Regions from separate parts of the Oryctolagus cuniculus genome. Here region 2 is linked to region 1. The links are chromatin contacts, called in public Micro-C maps. All regions are on one chromosome and are shown on one strand. Each heading gives the region's core, a stretch centred on a gene start, on an enhancer-like site or on the middle of the called end of the contact. The rest is flanking DNA. Distances are from core to core; before and after follow the strand shown.

Region 1 (7,952 bases), core at 3,642-6,141:
ACAAAACGGTTGTTAAGACTTTCGGGCAATCAACTCCCACAGAGATACAATTTGAAGTTATTCAGGTACCAAGTCACCTTCGCAAGAGCTAGGGAAGCCAAGTGCTTGGTGTTAGTATAATGAGAAGATGTACTAAATAAGGCATGAATTCAGCAAAGAAATGCTTTGTCATCTCTCCCTTAGCCCCAAGGAGCCCAGTGATCACAAGAGTGCATCTTGGAACTGGTAAAACCACTACTAGGCAGACGCTAAAGATTCTTGTCCCGAGGCCACTGTCTATGGGTAGAGCTTCTGGACCTGTCACAGTCCCAGGGGGAGACCCATGGCACAATTCAATTGGACTTATATTCTGAGCTGCGTAACCCACGGTTAGTTGTCCCAACCTTGGGTTACAGGCAGTCCAATAGCAAAGTGGGCATGGGCCCAAATCATGCTGTGCTCATCTTGGTGGACTGTGGATCTGTGTGTGACCTGGAATTAAAGGAAGGTAGTCATAGGACTGCTCATTTCATTCCTCTTCATACACTAGGGAGCATAACACTGGGACTAATTTTCTGCTTGAAGGAACAGGTAGGTGGGCATGAAGACGTTACCTAGCGCTTAGGAATGCAGGGACCAGTGCATCCCTGGTGGACTTTGGACAGGTGTTACCATGACTCCAGCCATGTCCCTGCCAACAAGCATATCTGAGTAAACTTTGGCGGACTCCAGGTCTGCATTCTGGTGACAATACTCACGATGGACTGAGAGCAAGTGATCTTATATCCCGCCCTCCAGGCTGCTGCTGAGACCTATGTGGTCTTGACAGGAATGAGAGGAGTGGCCCACACCTCCTATTGCTACACAGACTGCTGTGGAAGACATATGGACACTACACTGAATCACCAAACTGGAATTAAAGCCAAAATAGCCTGCCAAGATGACACCCAAAAACACATCTTCAGAACAAAGGCGTTTACCATGAAAGCCACTCATTAAAAGTGATAGAAACAACTGATCTGCTAGATATGCAAATATTAACATAGGGATATAAGAGCTATGAAAATGATAAGCTGATGCTTCCACATGAAGACAACAATGGTTTGTCAGTATCCAAAGAAAAGGAGATTGACGTAGTGCCTGATAAAAAATTCAAAACCTCAACAAGAGATCATGCAAAAGAAAGAAAACCTATAATAAAGACTCATCATTTGAAACCTAGGTAAGAACAACAACAAAAAAAAGAGGAATACAAGCAACAAAGAAGAGACAGTCTCGGAGGCCACTGAAGTCCCATTAAATGACAAATATTTGAGTTGTGGGGATTCCTGAGGGCAAAGAGAGGAGTAATGTTACAGAAATCTATTCAATAAATAATAGCTGAAAATATCCCCATCCTGAGAAAGACTGGAATATGAAGGTACAGGAGGTCCACAAGATCCTGAACAGATACGACCAATAAAGAACCTCATTGCAGGGTGAGCGTTTGGGACAGCAGTTTAAGACACTGCTTGGGACAACTGCAACCTAGATTGGAGTGACTGGGTTTCAGTTCCAGCTTCCCTTCCAATTCTAGCTTCCAGCTAATGCACACCCTGGGAGGCAGCAGGTAATGGCTCACATATTTGTGTCCCTCTCACCTGCATGGGAGAGTTAGGAGTATTTCCATTTTTGATATTCCATTTAGGTTGTGTTCAAGGAACAGATAATGCTGAATGTACCCTGGTTTGCCAGCCCACCCTCACCTAAGACAGCAACTTCAGTGCCACAGCCACTGACTAATACCATACTCTCACATGCGTAGCCTGCAGAACTAAGAATTTAGCCTCAGAAAAACCAACATATCAGAAGAGTCAAACAGTAATAATTATTACTGAAGGTCTCAAAGAAGCAGGAGATAAAGACTAAGCTAGGTTGCCATAGATAAAAGGTTATTAGCCAGGTGGCAGGGTTTTTACAGAAGAGCAAAGTGAAAAGAATTACAGAGCTAATATGTCTAGATTCTAAAATATGAAATTTATATTTATTTATTTTTAAAGATTTATTTTTTATTTATTTGAAAGACAGGGTTACAGAGAGAGGTAGAGACAGAGAGAGAGAGGTCTTCTATCCACTGGTTTACTCCCCAGATGGTTAAAAGCCGGGATTGTGCCAATCCGAAGCCAGGAGCCTCTTCCAGGTCTCCCATGTGGGTGCAGGGGCCCAAGGACTTGGGCCATCTTCTACTGCTCTCCCAGGCCATAGCAGAGAGCTGGATTGGAAGAGGAGCAGCCAGGACTAGAACCAGTGCCCACATGGGATGCCGGCGCTTCAGGCCAGGGCTGTAACCCACTGTGCCACAGAGCCATCCCCAAAATTTGTATTTTGATATGCATGAGGTACCCTGAAAAATATTAGGTCTCATTTGATAATCACCACAAGCTGTAGAGTAGACTAATCAGAGATTATCTTCATTTATAGAAAACTCTAGGAAGGGTTAATATTTGCCCACGGTCATAAAATTTCTTAGGGACAGGGCTTAGTACCACATTCATTTCTCTTGATTCACAGCCAAATGTTCATTTAATTAGGCTAAAATTCTGCTGATGTTCTTCAATTTTGTTCAACAGAACTCTCTACCAAAGCTTGTAACTACAGACAACCCTGCCCCCATTAAATTCTTCTTGAATGAATACCCTTCATTTAAATGACTCTGTTTAAGCATGTTTTTAAGATCTACCTTAACATAATCATTCTCTTACCAATAGATCTGACTATTGACATGATAGGTAAAGAGGTTTCCATCCTCATTGGTCATGGATTCACAACCAAATCCTTCCTGCTGCAGCTACTGAAAGATCTGGGCTCCAATAACATTTTAAAAAGTTAACCTTGGATGACAGATCAGAAAAATGTTAACAAATAGGTAAAGCAAATGTTCTGCTTATTCACAACAAGGAATTATGCAGTCAGGTGAGAGTGTGGCAGAGTTAAGTATTGAATTACGTTACTGTTCTGCCTCATTATATTAAATAAGAAACATATCTATGGCATAAGACAGACTTGCTTGTTTCAATAGAAACATGCTTAAATCTGTCCCATTTCTTCTAAATCCTCCAAACGTGCAATTTTCTTGTACACTGACAAATTTTTTAAACAGTATGCTCAACTTGTCAACTTCAAGTTCATTTTTATCTAGTACTTATCTCTGCCATCCACAGAAGTTTTAATTATAGAAACCAATGACATCTTCACAAAATTAAAGGCCTATTTTTCAAGTCTTAGTCTTTTTAAAACTTTGGGATGGAGGAAGTGGTGTAGAGTTCACCAGAAAGAGCAACCGCTGAGCTGTTACTCCATGCCACGCACACATTAATAAAGCTTTCAAAAATGTTCCATTTTATCTTCACAACAGCTCTGAGAAATATCTATAACTCCCTTTTCACAGATTAAAATTGCTCAAAATTACCCAAAGCCGTACAGAGAAGCTCATTAAGATTCCAATATCTGCAATTCTGTGACTTTTGACCTTAAGCGTTTTTTCCAGTTCCCTTCCCAGTTCTGCGGCCCTCTTTTCCATCGCTTTCCCGCTCATCACGCTCCCATGACTATTACTACAGTCTCTCTGCAACTGATGCTTCTCTATCTTTTAAACCCTTCTGAAAACACTGAAAACCTTGCACTGTTTCGGCAGTTTATACTTTAAAATAGGTTCTGTCAAAAGCAATTAGATGGATGGCCAAGCCACACCTGTTCACCTCTGCTGCAGGCACGCCCCTAGGCCTGCGGGCTGTCAGCCCGAAGTCTCAAATCCACCTGCGTTTCCTCTCCCAGCGACGTCCACTGGCTCGCAAATACCCCAGCTGTCTCCCGGGGGGCTGCGCCGGCCGCCCCCGGCCTTCAGCCTAGACCGTCCGGAAGGGTCCTTGACTCTGCGCGCACGGATCGAGTCCCGCCCGCCCAGCCTGGGCTCGAGGGCGGCTATCCGCCACCGGCCACAGCACGGCTGCCTTTCGGGGCCAAGAGCGAAGGAGCGCAAACTCGGAGGAAACACAGTCCTCTTCCGCACGAGCGGAACCGCATCCCCAACTGCTTCTGGGGCATGGACACAGAAAACGGGAATGCGTCCGCGGTCGCCGCCCGCCACAATCCCGCTCCCCCCGGAGCGGCCACTCTGCCTTCCCGTCTTTATCCCCATTTTACGCCCAGTAGGGCGGACGCAGCTCCGCGGGGCCGCGCTCGGGCACCCGCCTCGGGGCCGGGGGCTGCCGGCGCCCCCCGGAACTCCCGCGGCGGCCTGGCTGCAGCCCGAGGGTCGGCGGGGGCTGCGGGAAAGCCCGCCCAGGGCAGGGGCTGCGGCCGCCGCTGCCGCCCTCGCCCGGCCCCGCCCGGCCGCAGCCTCCCGGACGTCCGACCGCTGGAAACTGGCGTACCTGGGGAGGGCGGCTGGGGGCCGGAGCTCCGGGGAGACCGCAAGGGCGCAGTGACCCCGACGGCAGGCGGCCGGCCTGGGGGGCTGCTGCGTCCACTAGCCTCGGCCACACCGCTGTCCCACCGACTCATCGGAGCGGGGCGACACGCTGACGCGCGGCGCGCCGACCCGGGGTCTGGGGTGCAGAGGGCATCGCAGAGGGGGCGGGGCAGAGCGGCGCGAGGGGCGGGGCGAGGCGCGAGGGGGCGGGGGCGAGGCGCGAGGGGCGGGGCGAGGCGCGAGAGGCGGGGCTCGCGGCAGGGCGGGGCGAGGCGCGAGGAGGAGTGTGCGGGGGGCGGGGCGAGGCGCGAGGAGGGGCGTGCGGGGGGCGGGGCGCTTGGCTCCAGAGGCGGGGCCGAGGCAGGGCAGGGCGAGGCGCGAGGCCGAGGAGGCTCCAGGGGGCGGGCCTGAGGCGGGGCGGGGCGCGCGGCGCGAGGAGGCGGGCACGTGCAGCCGGCACGGGGCGGGGCGCGGCGCTCGGCGGGAGAGGGGCGGGGCGCGCGTATAGGCGCCGCGGCCGCGTGACGCGTTTTCAAATCTTCAACTGCCGCAGCCCCCTCGGCCGTGCTGGGAGCCTTCTTCCTCCGCGCCTCGGAAGCCGGATCCGGCCCCGGAAACTGGGCCGGCGCCTGTACCTGGGCCGTCGTGTCCCGGAGAAGCCGTGTTTCCGCGGTCGCCCGGCGGGGCACCCTCTCCGGACGCAGCATGTAGGCGCCGGGCGGCTGCCATGAACTCGGGAGCCATGAGGATTCACAGCAGAGGACATGGCCAAGGTACGAAGCCCGCCCTCCGCCTTGGGTCGCCCGGCGTCGTCGCTGGGGCCTGCGGGCGGCCGCCTACCGGGATTACCTCAGCGCCACCGCGGCGGCCGAGCTGCGGGCCGGGGGCCTGCGGGCCGCGAGCCGCGCGGGGGAGGCCGGTCGCGCGCCGGGGCTCGGGCCGGGGGCCGGGGAGGGGCGCCGGGGTGGGCGTTTGCGTTTCGGGCGGAGGATTGCTGGCCCCAGGGCCGTGGCGCAGGCAGCGAGCAGCTCGTCTGATTCTTCAGCCGCCCGGGTTGGGTTGGGACGCGCAGGCGAGCGTGCGTCTCCTCCCGTAGCCGTGGGCGTGAGCGTGCGTGCGGGGACCCCCACCTAGCAGCGGGCTGTGCCCCCGCGGCCGGTGCTGGGGCCTCAGGTCCGCTTTCACCGAAACCGGTGTAGCGAGTGGACCATGAAGGCCTCGGTCGCTCGGCAGCAGAACTTGTATGTGAAACGGGCCGCCGCGCTCCTCGTAGCGGAGACCAGGTTTACAAGAACCTGGAACCCTTGAGCTTCGTGCGCGGCCGGCCCGAGTGGGCAGCGTTGGAGCTCAGCAGAGTGGCGGAGGGGCTCAGTAAACAGCCCGGGGAGGCCTTGCACACTTCTGAAGCTCCTGTGTGCAGTTTTGTTTAGTTCCGTGCCTTAGTCGTGAATGCACACGGATGCTTCCTGCGGATCCAACTGCTACTTTTACAGTAGGGTCAAGAAAAAATGTGTGGGGCCTGCTGCCTTTGGCTTGTGGTACTACAAAGAAGTATATTTAAATGCTAATAACTTTTAATTGGTGGGATTATAGGAATTGCTCCTGTGATATTATGGTTTCATGAAATACTTTTGAGACAGTAGCAACTGCATCTGTAGTAAGACATTATTAGCTCATTCTAAATATTTTTAATAACAGGTGGAATCCAAGTCAAAAATGAAAAAAACAGATCATCTTTGAAATCTCTGAAAACTGAAAACAGACCAGAAAAATCCAAATATAAGCCACTTTGGGGAAAAGTATTTTACCTTGACATACCTTCTGTGACCATATGTGAAAAACTGAAAAAGGATATTAAGGATCTGGGAGGGGTAAGTGAAAACCATACATTGACAGAAAAGGAAAATTTTGTAATCAAGTAATTAAATTGTTTTTGGAAAATTTACAACCATCTATTACCACCATGCTTAAGATTTTATTTTTAAGCAACTGTTGTGTCTTTAATGAAAAACCATTTGTTTTAACTTTTTGTAGCCTGACAAAACTTCAGGTTTCTGTGATTGGGAGATTAGTATTGAATTCCCAAAGTGTTGAGAAATGAGACTCTCTTACCTAATAGAACCACTCATTGCTTTTCACTGTAATGGTGGATGCCCTGTGGAGAGTGGGAGCACTTTGATTGTGATTAGTAGAAATCTACTTAGGTTTATATGGACTAATGTAACAATTTAGAATGTTACTGCAGAATGAGAACTTGTTCAAATGAAAAGCAAGTAAAATTGCTGTTGGGTGATAGAGATACAGAGGCTCAACAAAATAAATGTCATTAAGGAAACAAAATTTTAGAGTAAGAATTTGAAAAACCTGCTGTCTTACCTTATACATTAATTGGGAATTAGGAAAGTCAAGCAAAGTTGTACGTTTTCTTAGGATTAAGGAAGATATTAAATTTTAGCAGATATGGTTATTAAGATGTTTTCTGTCTAAAAATTTCTGGACTTTGAAGATCAACATCTTTGAACATCCTTTCAGTGCCAGACTAGACTCTTTAAGAAGAGTGTGTAATGAAGTTTCTAGAATTGCTTGTTGGTGTGATGTTTCACTTATTTTATTTATCTTTGAAAAAATATTGTTTTGCTGCTTATTTTTTGCTGAAGTAAAACATCACAACACATATTTGTATTAGTAGTGTGTAGTATAATGAACGTATCATTGAATTCCCAAAGGTTGCGTTTAATTTATAGGCTTTCTAATGATATTATGAACTATACTACCTATCAAGGTGGTCTTAATTTGTTAAGGACTTAGACATCAAATATACATGTTTGGGACCGGCATTGTGGCGTAGCAGGTAAAGCTACTGTGTGCAGTGCTGGCATCCCTATGGGTGCCAGTTGGAGTCCTGGCTGCTCCACTTCCGATCTAGCTCTCTGCTATGGCCTGGGAAAGCAGCAGAAGGTGGCCCAAGTGCTTGAGTCCTCGTACCCACGTAGGAGACCTGGAAGAAGCTCCTGGCTTCGGATCGGCTCAGTTCTGGTCGTTGTGGCCATCTGGGGAGTGAACCAGCAGGTGGAAGACCTCTCTCTACATTGGCCTCTCTGTAACTCTGCCTTTCAAATAAATAAATCTTTAAAAAAATTAAATATACATCTTCATTGTAGAAATGAAGTACATAATGAAGTCTACATAACTGGCCCAATCAGAACAGTATTAGCCACTCAATTCCCAGAGTTAAGTACCACTGTTCCATTTTGTTCCTTCAGCAATCATTGGCTATAAAGTAGCTTTCTGGGACAGGTCTCTGAAATGTGATGACTAATCCATTAGCTAATAATAATGATGTTAACATTTGTTTTTTTAGCAGCGCTATAAAATGCACATTTAAAAGTCCAGCGTGAAAAGCCTGTAAAAAGGGAATTGTGGCTAAAGCAGCAGTATGGAGTCTAGAGTCCCTGTCAACCCCACAGCAGTTTCTGAGACACTTACAAGAAACAGATTTTTAATTATATCTGCCATAGATAAT
Region 2 (7,952 bases), core at 2,468-4,967, 620 kb before region 1:
ACTGCCCCTATTTTGCTAAGGTAAATGAAGCTTACAGAGGTGAAGTACCATACAGAATATTAAGCAACAGAGCCAAGATTCACATTCAGGTATGACCCCATGCATACCACAATAGTATCCTCAGTTTTGCTTACATAAATATTAGTTATGTATTCATTTAAAAATGGAGCATGTCATCACACATTGATAATAAAATGGCTAACACAATAAAATATTGCTTCCAGCATATTTGAAAATCAAATATGTTTCCCAGTTTTGAATCTGGAAACCAGTGGTAATAATTAGTTTCATTATGTGAAAACCAACGCCAGTTTATTGTGTGCACTAGAACAGAGTAGCTCAGAACATAGGCTCTGAAGTAGATTCTTCAATTCTGACTTTATCACTTAGTTTCTGCATACCTTTGGACATATTCCTTCACTTCTCTTTGGCTCTTACGTAAAACGGGATTCTTTGTAGTAATTGTAGTGACGCATGTGGCACTTACAAACATTAAATGAGCTTACTACAGGTAAAGAAAACTGACACATAAGCACTCAAGGAATGTTGGCTCACATTGCTCAAACCCACAGGTTTATGCAGCCCTCCCACACTTATTTTTTTTTTTTTTAATTAGACAGGCAGAGTTAGACAGTGAGAGAGAGACAAAGGTCTTCCTTCTGTTGGTTCACTCCCCAAATGGCTGCTACAGCCAGTGCGCTGTGCCAATTCGAAGCCAGGTGCTTCCTCCAGGTATCCCATGCAGGTGCAGGGGCCCAAGCACTTGGGCCATCCTCCACTGCCTTCCTGGGCCACAGCAGAGAGCTGGACTGGAAGAGGGGCAATCGGGACTAGAACCCAGCACCCATATGGGATGCAGGTGCTGCTGGCAGGAGAGTAACCAAGTGAGCCACGGCACCAGCACCCAACTTCTTTAAAAAAATTTTTTTTAATTTTTTTATTTTTTGGACAGGCAGAGTTAGACAATCAGAGGGAGAGACAGAGAGAAAGGTCTTCCTTCCATTGGTTCACCCCCATATGGCTGCTGTGGCCGGTGCACAGCGCTGATAGGAAGCCAGGAGCCAGGTGCTTCCTTCCTGGTCTCCCATGCAGGTGCAGGGCCCAAGGACTTGGGCCATCCTCCACTGCACTCCCAGGCCACAGCAGAGAGCTGGACTGGAAGAGGAGCAACCGAGACAGAATCTGGTGCCCAGACCAGGACTAGAACCCGGAGTGCCGGCACCGCAGGTGGAGGATTAGCCTAGTGAGCCGCGGTGCCGGGCTTAAAATTATTTTTGAAAGCAGTTTTAGGTCCACAGAAAAACTGAGTGGGAAGTATAGAATTACTCCTACTATCATCATTCCTCACCAGAATGGTACACCGGTTACCATGAAACTTCACTGACACTCCAAGAACAGCCAAAGTCCAAAGTTCACATTAGGGTTTATTCTTGGTGCTATACATTCTATGGGTTATGGTAAATCTATAATGGCATGTATCTAACATGAGGCATTTTGCTGCCCTAAAAGGCCTCAGTTCTCAGCATATTTACATATTTATATTATATATGCATTATATGTAAAGATATATCATATAAATTATCTCCTTTCCCCTAAATCCTAACAACCACTGATATTACCATCCCCATGGTTTTGCCCTTTCCTGAATTTCATACAACTGGAATTATACAGTATACATTTAAGATTCTCCCATGTCTTCTGATGATTCAACAGGCCACTTCTGGCCGGCGCCACAGCTCAACAGGCTAATCCTCTACCTGTGGCGCTGGCACACTGGGTTCTAGTTCCAGTCAGGGAGCCGGATTCTGTCCCGGTTGCTCCTCTTCCAGTCCAGCTCTCTGCTGTGGCCCAGGAAGGCAGTGGAGGATGGCCCAAGTGCTTGGGCCCTGCACCCCAGGGAGACCAGGAGAAGCACCTGGCTCCTGGCTTCGGATCAGTACTGGGCGCCTGCCACAGTGCGCCAGCCTCCGCTGCCATTGGGGATGAACCAAAGGAAAAGGAAGACCTTTCTGTCTCTCTCGCTCACTGTCTACTCTGCCTGTCAAAAAAAAAAAAAAAAGAAAAGAAAAAAAAGAAATAGTCCACTTCTTTTTAGCACTGAATAAAATTCCATCACATGAATGTACCAGTTTATCCATTCATCTACTGTAAGACATCTTGGTTAACTTCCAAGTTTCAACAATTATAAAAAAAGCTGCTGTGTATGTATATATAATGTGCTGGTTCTTGTGTGGAATTTTCACCTTATTTGAGTAAACAACAAAGAGCAATTTCTAGGTCATATGAAAACACAGGTTTTGTACAAATCTGCCAAACTGGATATACCATTTCGCATTCCCACCAACAGTTCATCAGAGTGCCTGTTGTTCCAAACTTGCCGGTATTTGGTATTGTCAGGGTTGTGGGTTTTAGCCATTCCAATAGATATGAAGTCAAAGTTCAATCCTTTGCCTGTGGTGCCGGCATTCTATTTGGGCGCCAGTTGTAGTCCTGGCTGCTCCTCTTCCAATCCAGCTCTCTGCTGTGGCCTGGGAGGGCAGTGGAAGTTGGCCCAAGTGACTGGGCCCTGTACCCGCGTGGGAGTCCCAGAGGAAGCCCCTGGCTCCTGGCTTCAGATCAGCTCAGCTCTCCACGTTGCAGCCATTTGGGGAGTGAACCAATGGATGGAAGACCTCTCTCACTGTCTGTAACTCTACCTCTCAAATAAATAAATAAAATCTTTAAAAAAAAAGTTTCGCTGCAAAAAAAAAATTTGAAATTCATTTTACACAATATGCATCTTTCATGAGCTTTTAGAATACTCCCCGTATGTACATTTGGCTGGAAATCCAAGCAAATCTTTATTTTTCTAAACTAATTTCAATGTGTAGTTTGCGTATTTTCACCCAGCGTTTTCTTTGATGAGTGTCACTTTACACTTGTATTCAAAAGAAACCAGGATTGCACAAGGCAACTGAAACTGCTAGTAGAGAAAAATAAACCACTGACTCTTAGCCTCAATTACTTACAATTGAGGAGGAACATTCACCCATTCCCCAGAGCCTCCACTTGACAACATCACAGCCAACGGATATTAATCAAGTCTAGAAGTGACTGCCGTGACCCACAGAATACACAGAACGTGGCATTTTATAAGTCAGTCAAGTGAGGCTGGAAGCAGAGGCAGAGCAAGCAGCAGGGCTCGACCAGTCTGGAAGTGCAGGGTCGGCGAGCAGCCGAGACCGGGGCGCACCCTGGGGGCAGGTCTTTCCTCCACCTCTCCAGGACACGGAGCAACTCAGAGCACGACGCTAGAGCACCTTCCCGGTCCGTCCAAGACCGAGCCCACGCTCGCAGCAGGCGCCCTTCACCGCGACGCGAGCGCGCCTCAGCCTCCGCGCAGCGGCAACGCGGGCCCAGCGGGAAGCCCCAGACTCGCGCGGACCCGGGTGCCCGCGCCACACGGGCGGCTCCCCTCGCCGCGAGCCACGGGGATCCACGCAACTCGGCCGGCGGGGCCTAACGTCCCCCGGAGCCACAGAAGGGCCTCCAGCCCGGCACAGCAGCGCAAGAACGGCTGCCGAGAAGCCCTAGCAGGAACCCGGGAGCAAGGAAGCCCAGCACCATGGCGGCGCAGCACAGCAGCGGAGCAGCCTGCCCCGGGACTTTTTTCGCGCGTCGACTTGGCCGGAAGTGACGCCAGCAGCCGGCGCGCGGGGCCGCCCCTCGGGAGAGGCGGGGGGCAGGGGGAACAGGCGGGGGCCGGGGGCGGGGCGCGGCCGTAGCTCCGTTTCCGGTGGCTCGTCGCGCTCGCTCACTCCAGCTGCAGCCACTCTCGCCCGTGGCTGCTTCCTCCATCCTGGTATTTTTTGGAGCCTCCATCCTGGTTCTTCCAAAGTGCCCGGACCCAAAACAGGAAGTAAGTGCGATGGAACCTTCAGGTCCCAACCGCCGCCAGGGCCGCTCCGCCCAGCGGAGCCTGTCCGGCCCCCTTGCTGCCCGCTCGCTGCCGTCGGCCGGCGCAAGCTGCGGGCGCCCAGGCACCGCGGGCGGGGTCGGAGCCGGGCCTTGGTGACGCGAAAGCTGCCGTCTCCGCACGCTCAGGCCGGAGCCTCCCTCTCGGGGCCCGGCCGGCGGCGGTGGCGGCTCGAGCTACAGAGCAGGGGGACGAGTGGCCGCCGCGACACGGCTGCGATCCGGCGGGGGCGGAAAATGGCGGCGGGTTCGGAAGAGCTAAATGGCGCCGGGACCCCTGGGGGGTGGGGTGGGCCGGGAGCTCGGGGGCAGAATTGGGCCGGGGAGCGGGCACGGGCAGCGAGCCTCGCTGGTTTTCCCGAGGTGGTCCTTTCTTGTTTCTTTGTTGCCTTTTCCGGTTTGGTTCTGGGGTGCGGAGGCGGAGCGGTGGGCTTGGGCAGGGATGAGGGGGTGGGGGCAGGTCTCGCCGTAACCCCCCCTCCCTTTTTTATTTTTTATTTATTTTTTTTTGTTTTTTTCCCCCTTTTATTTTTTGTGGGCATCTTGCACTGTTTTCGCCTTGGGGGTTCCGCCTGGCTCGGTGGTTGGCGGTCCAGACCGGAGACCCGGGGCCGCGGGTTCCTGTCAGCCGAGTCTCTGAGGAGAGCGGCGCGGGCTGCGGTGCGGGGAGGGTGCCGGGCTCCCAGGAAGTTTAAGAGAGAAGAGAGCACCGCCAGTCCGCTCGGGCCTGTGGACGGGGGCGTCGTGGTGCGGACCTCCGCGGGGACGCGGGTGCGGGTTTGCCTCCGTGCCCGGCGCGGCCCGGCGCGGGGGGCTGTCGGGGGCTGCGTTTTGGTGACAGAAAGGCTCGCCTGGGGAGGCAGGGGCGACGCCCCCTTCAGGTGTCGGCCTGGCCTCGCCCCTCTCCCCGGCCGGAGGCGAGGCCGCGCGTGCTGGGACGCCTGGGTGGCTGCAGGGGACGCTGGATTCTCCGGGGTTCCTTTCTGCTCGTGTGTCTTAAGCTCAAAACCAGTGCCATTTGGAACTCTATTCAGTTCGTAGGGGACAGTCTTGCTTGAAGCTTGTGAGTTCCAGTCCAAGTTAGGAAAATATTTTTCTCTCTATGTAGAAAGTTCTACAGACATAAAAACCCGTCTTTGTTTTTCAGCTGAGAGCCTTCGTATGCTTCAGTTACATCGAATTTCTTTCTGTAAGCTGATGGAAGTTTGTGTGTGAAGGTTGTTGGTTTTAGACCTTGACCACCACTTGAAAGACGGCCATGGTGGTACACCAGAATCTTAGCTTTTTGCTACGATGGTGTAGTCGTGAGAAGACTTAGTATATTTAAGATTTAGAAATTTAGTGCTTAGGAAAAAAGTAGGAGGTTAAAATTACATTCTCTAACATTACAAAAATTGTCCAGCTAAGAGAATACAGCTTGATGTGAGACTTAGGGTTTTTTCCTCCAGTCACAAAGCACAAAAAACAGCCTGTGTTTGGAGGGGGAAAAAAACTTGTTACAGTTATGAATGAAGAAAACACTTTCCATTATTTGTGATATTTAATGATTTTTAATTTCCATATATTGGGTGTTTTGTGTGCCACCAAACAAGCTAATTTTTTTCCCACTATTTTAGTTGATAGGCTCATCCCAAAATATGCTTTTTGGGACTGATCTAGAACCTGCATATTCTGCGTGAATATCTTTAATTGATTGCAGTTGAGCTAGATGGTGCAGCCAAAATGCTATTGCCTTGTCTTCAGCAACATTTAATCAGTAAGTACTGGGCATTCTGTACTTCTTAAGGATTTAAGTCCACATTTTTAGCATTTGCATGAATAAATATGTATTGTCCAAGCATTTTGCACTTAGTGCTCAGGATTTAGAAATATTTTGAGAGGAAGAAAGCACAAAGTTTTGAAGTTAGCATTTGAGAGTTTGAAAGCAGAGCATGACTGGGAAATGGTTGCCGATAGGAAAACCATATCAAAAGAAGCAGGTGTCCTCTTTAGTGGTTGTTTGCTTTAAGTTCTATTTCCAGGTTAAACCCCCCCCCCCTTCTTATTTTTTAAATTATTTTTTGGATGGAGAAAGGTTATCATTCTGTTCTAAGATTACTTTTAAGAGGCGGAAGCTGAGTGTATTTTGAGTATATTTAATAAGGTTGGTTAGAAAGCACCATGTAGTATTTAAAGAACAGAATACTACCCTTACTCACTTGATGCTTCTTTTTGTTTTTTTAGCTTCATTTATTTGCCCAACAGCTACAGACTTTTTTAAAATGATGTTCATGTTCTGAAAATAACATCATTGAACAATTGTTTTCATTATGCTCCAATAAGTACATAGGCTTAAACTAACAGCTGTGAAGATAGAATATAAAACAAATATCCCTAAGAATCCAGTCTGATGTTAATGTTGAAGGAGCTTAAAAATGTTTTTGACTTTTCACTTTTTATTTGTTGAGCTCTTTATTTGGTGGCTCCAATAGTCTTTGACTATGTAAATTTAAAATGTTAACTAAAAAAATAGTATTTTTAAAAACCACAAATGAACACACAGTTTAAACAGTTTTTGAAAGTGTTGAAGTTCTTGGCCGGCGCTGCGGCTCACTAGGCTAATCCTCCTCCGCCTTGCGGCGCCGGCACACCAGGTTCTAGTCCTGGTCGGGGCGCCGGATTCTGTCCCGGTTGCCCCTCTTCCAGGCCAGCTCTCTGCTGTGGCCAGGGAGTGCAGTGGAGGATGGCCCAAGTGCTTGGGCCCTGCACCCCCTGGGAGACCAGGAGAAGCACCTAGCTCCTGCCATCTGATCAGCAACACACCGGCCACGGCGGCCATTGGAGGGTGAACCAACGGTAAAGGAAGACCTTTCTCTCTCTCTCTCTCTCTCTCTCTCTCTCACTCTCTCACTCTCACTCTCTCACTGTCCACTGCCTGTCAAAAAATAAAAAAATTAAAGTATTTAAGTTCTAAATCATATTGGGGCTAGTGATCTGAATGCATGCTGCTCTGCTTCTGATCCAGCTCCCTGCTCATGCACCTGGAAAAAACAGCAGAGTACTTGGGCCCCTGCCATCTACATGGAAGCCTAGGGTGGCATTCTGGGCTCCTGGACCAGGCCTGATGAATTTGACCATTTGGAGAGTTAACCAGCGTATGGAAGACATCTGTCTGTGTGTGTGTGTGTGTGTCTCTGCCTTTCAAATAGATTAGTCTTGAAAATAAAAACACACATACATATCTCTGTTGCAGAGATCAAAACTTTAGAACAGCACATTCCACATAGCCTGTTTGACAGAGATGTTACCCTGCCTTCTCAAAATGAATTTTCTAGTAGTCTTTTACCATCACTTTCAGCATTGCTTTCTATTAAGAAAAGAAAAATTCCCTCAGACGAGGTACACTTTGAAATGCTTTACAGTTTCAATTCTAAAAGGTTTTTCTATTTCTTAAGTAATTTTAAGATCTGAGAAAGTGATAAACTTAGTGGCCAAGTGTGAAATACAGAATACATTATTAAAGGTGTGTGATACTTGTTTGCTTTCACATTATTTCTCCCTTTGTCTCTGTGGTAGTTTGTGAAGAGAAGTTTTGCAGTAGAAATTGTAAATGGGTTTTGATTACTTTGTTCCATAAAAGTACAAATAAAGAGGAACCTGTTTATCATGTCTGGTTGTTTTTTTTTTTTTTTTTTTTTTTTTTTTTTTTTTTTTCCAAGTTTATGGAAAGAGCCCATCTCATGACTGAATGCTAGAAATAAGTTACTGGGAGAAAACACCCTGTGGGTAGGTGTTTGGTATGGCTATTAAGATGTCACTTCAGAAACCCATATCCCGTATCAGAGTGCCTGGTTGTGAGTCCTGGCTCCAGTCCAGATTCAGCCTTCCTGCTAATGCACACCTTGGGAGGCAGCAAGTGATGTCTCAAGTACTTGAGTTCTGGCTCCTGACTTTGTCTTGGCCCTATCCTGGCTATTGCAGGTGTTCGGGGAGTAAACAGAGGGATGGGAGATCTGTTT

The links. A called contact is a pair of places that touch in the nucleus more often than the background predicts.
Region 2: a Micro-C map of ear pinna shows a contact between it and region 1, with 5 times the contacts expected there. The contact joins the promoter of DMTF1 here to the promoter of DBF4 in region 1. A contact is called at or near these places in 2 of 6 Hi-C or Micro-C datasets (ear pinna and an unstated tissue).

The regions. Positions count from the first base shown.
Region 1 is chr16:47,475,654-47,483,605 of mOryCun1.1, reverse strand. It overlaps DBF4 (DBF4-CDC7 kinase regulatory subunit), which reads left to right and starts at 4,891. Exons shown (of 12, transcript XM_051853365.2): 1 at 4,891-5,202; 2 at 6,128-6,300. The coding sequence starts at 5,157. It overlaps SLC25A40 (solute carrier family 25 member 40), which reads right to left and starts at 4,532. Exons shown (of 12, transcript XM_051853377.2): 1 at 4,392-4,532.
Region 2 is chr16:48,091,751-48,099,702 of mOryCun1.1, reverse strand. DMTF1 (cyclin D binding myb like transcription factor 1) reads left to right here and starts at 3,717. Exons shown (of 18, transcript XM_017344332.3): 1 at 3,717-3,898. It overlaps LOC127492632 (a long non-coding RNA gene), which reads right to left and starts at 3,687. Exons shown (of 2, transcript XR_007922265.2): 1 at 3,009-3,687.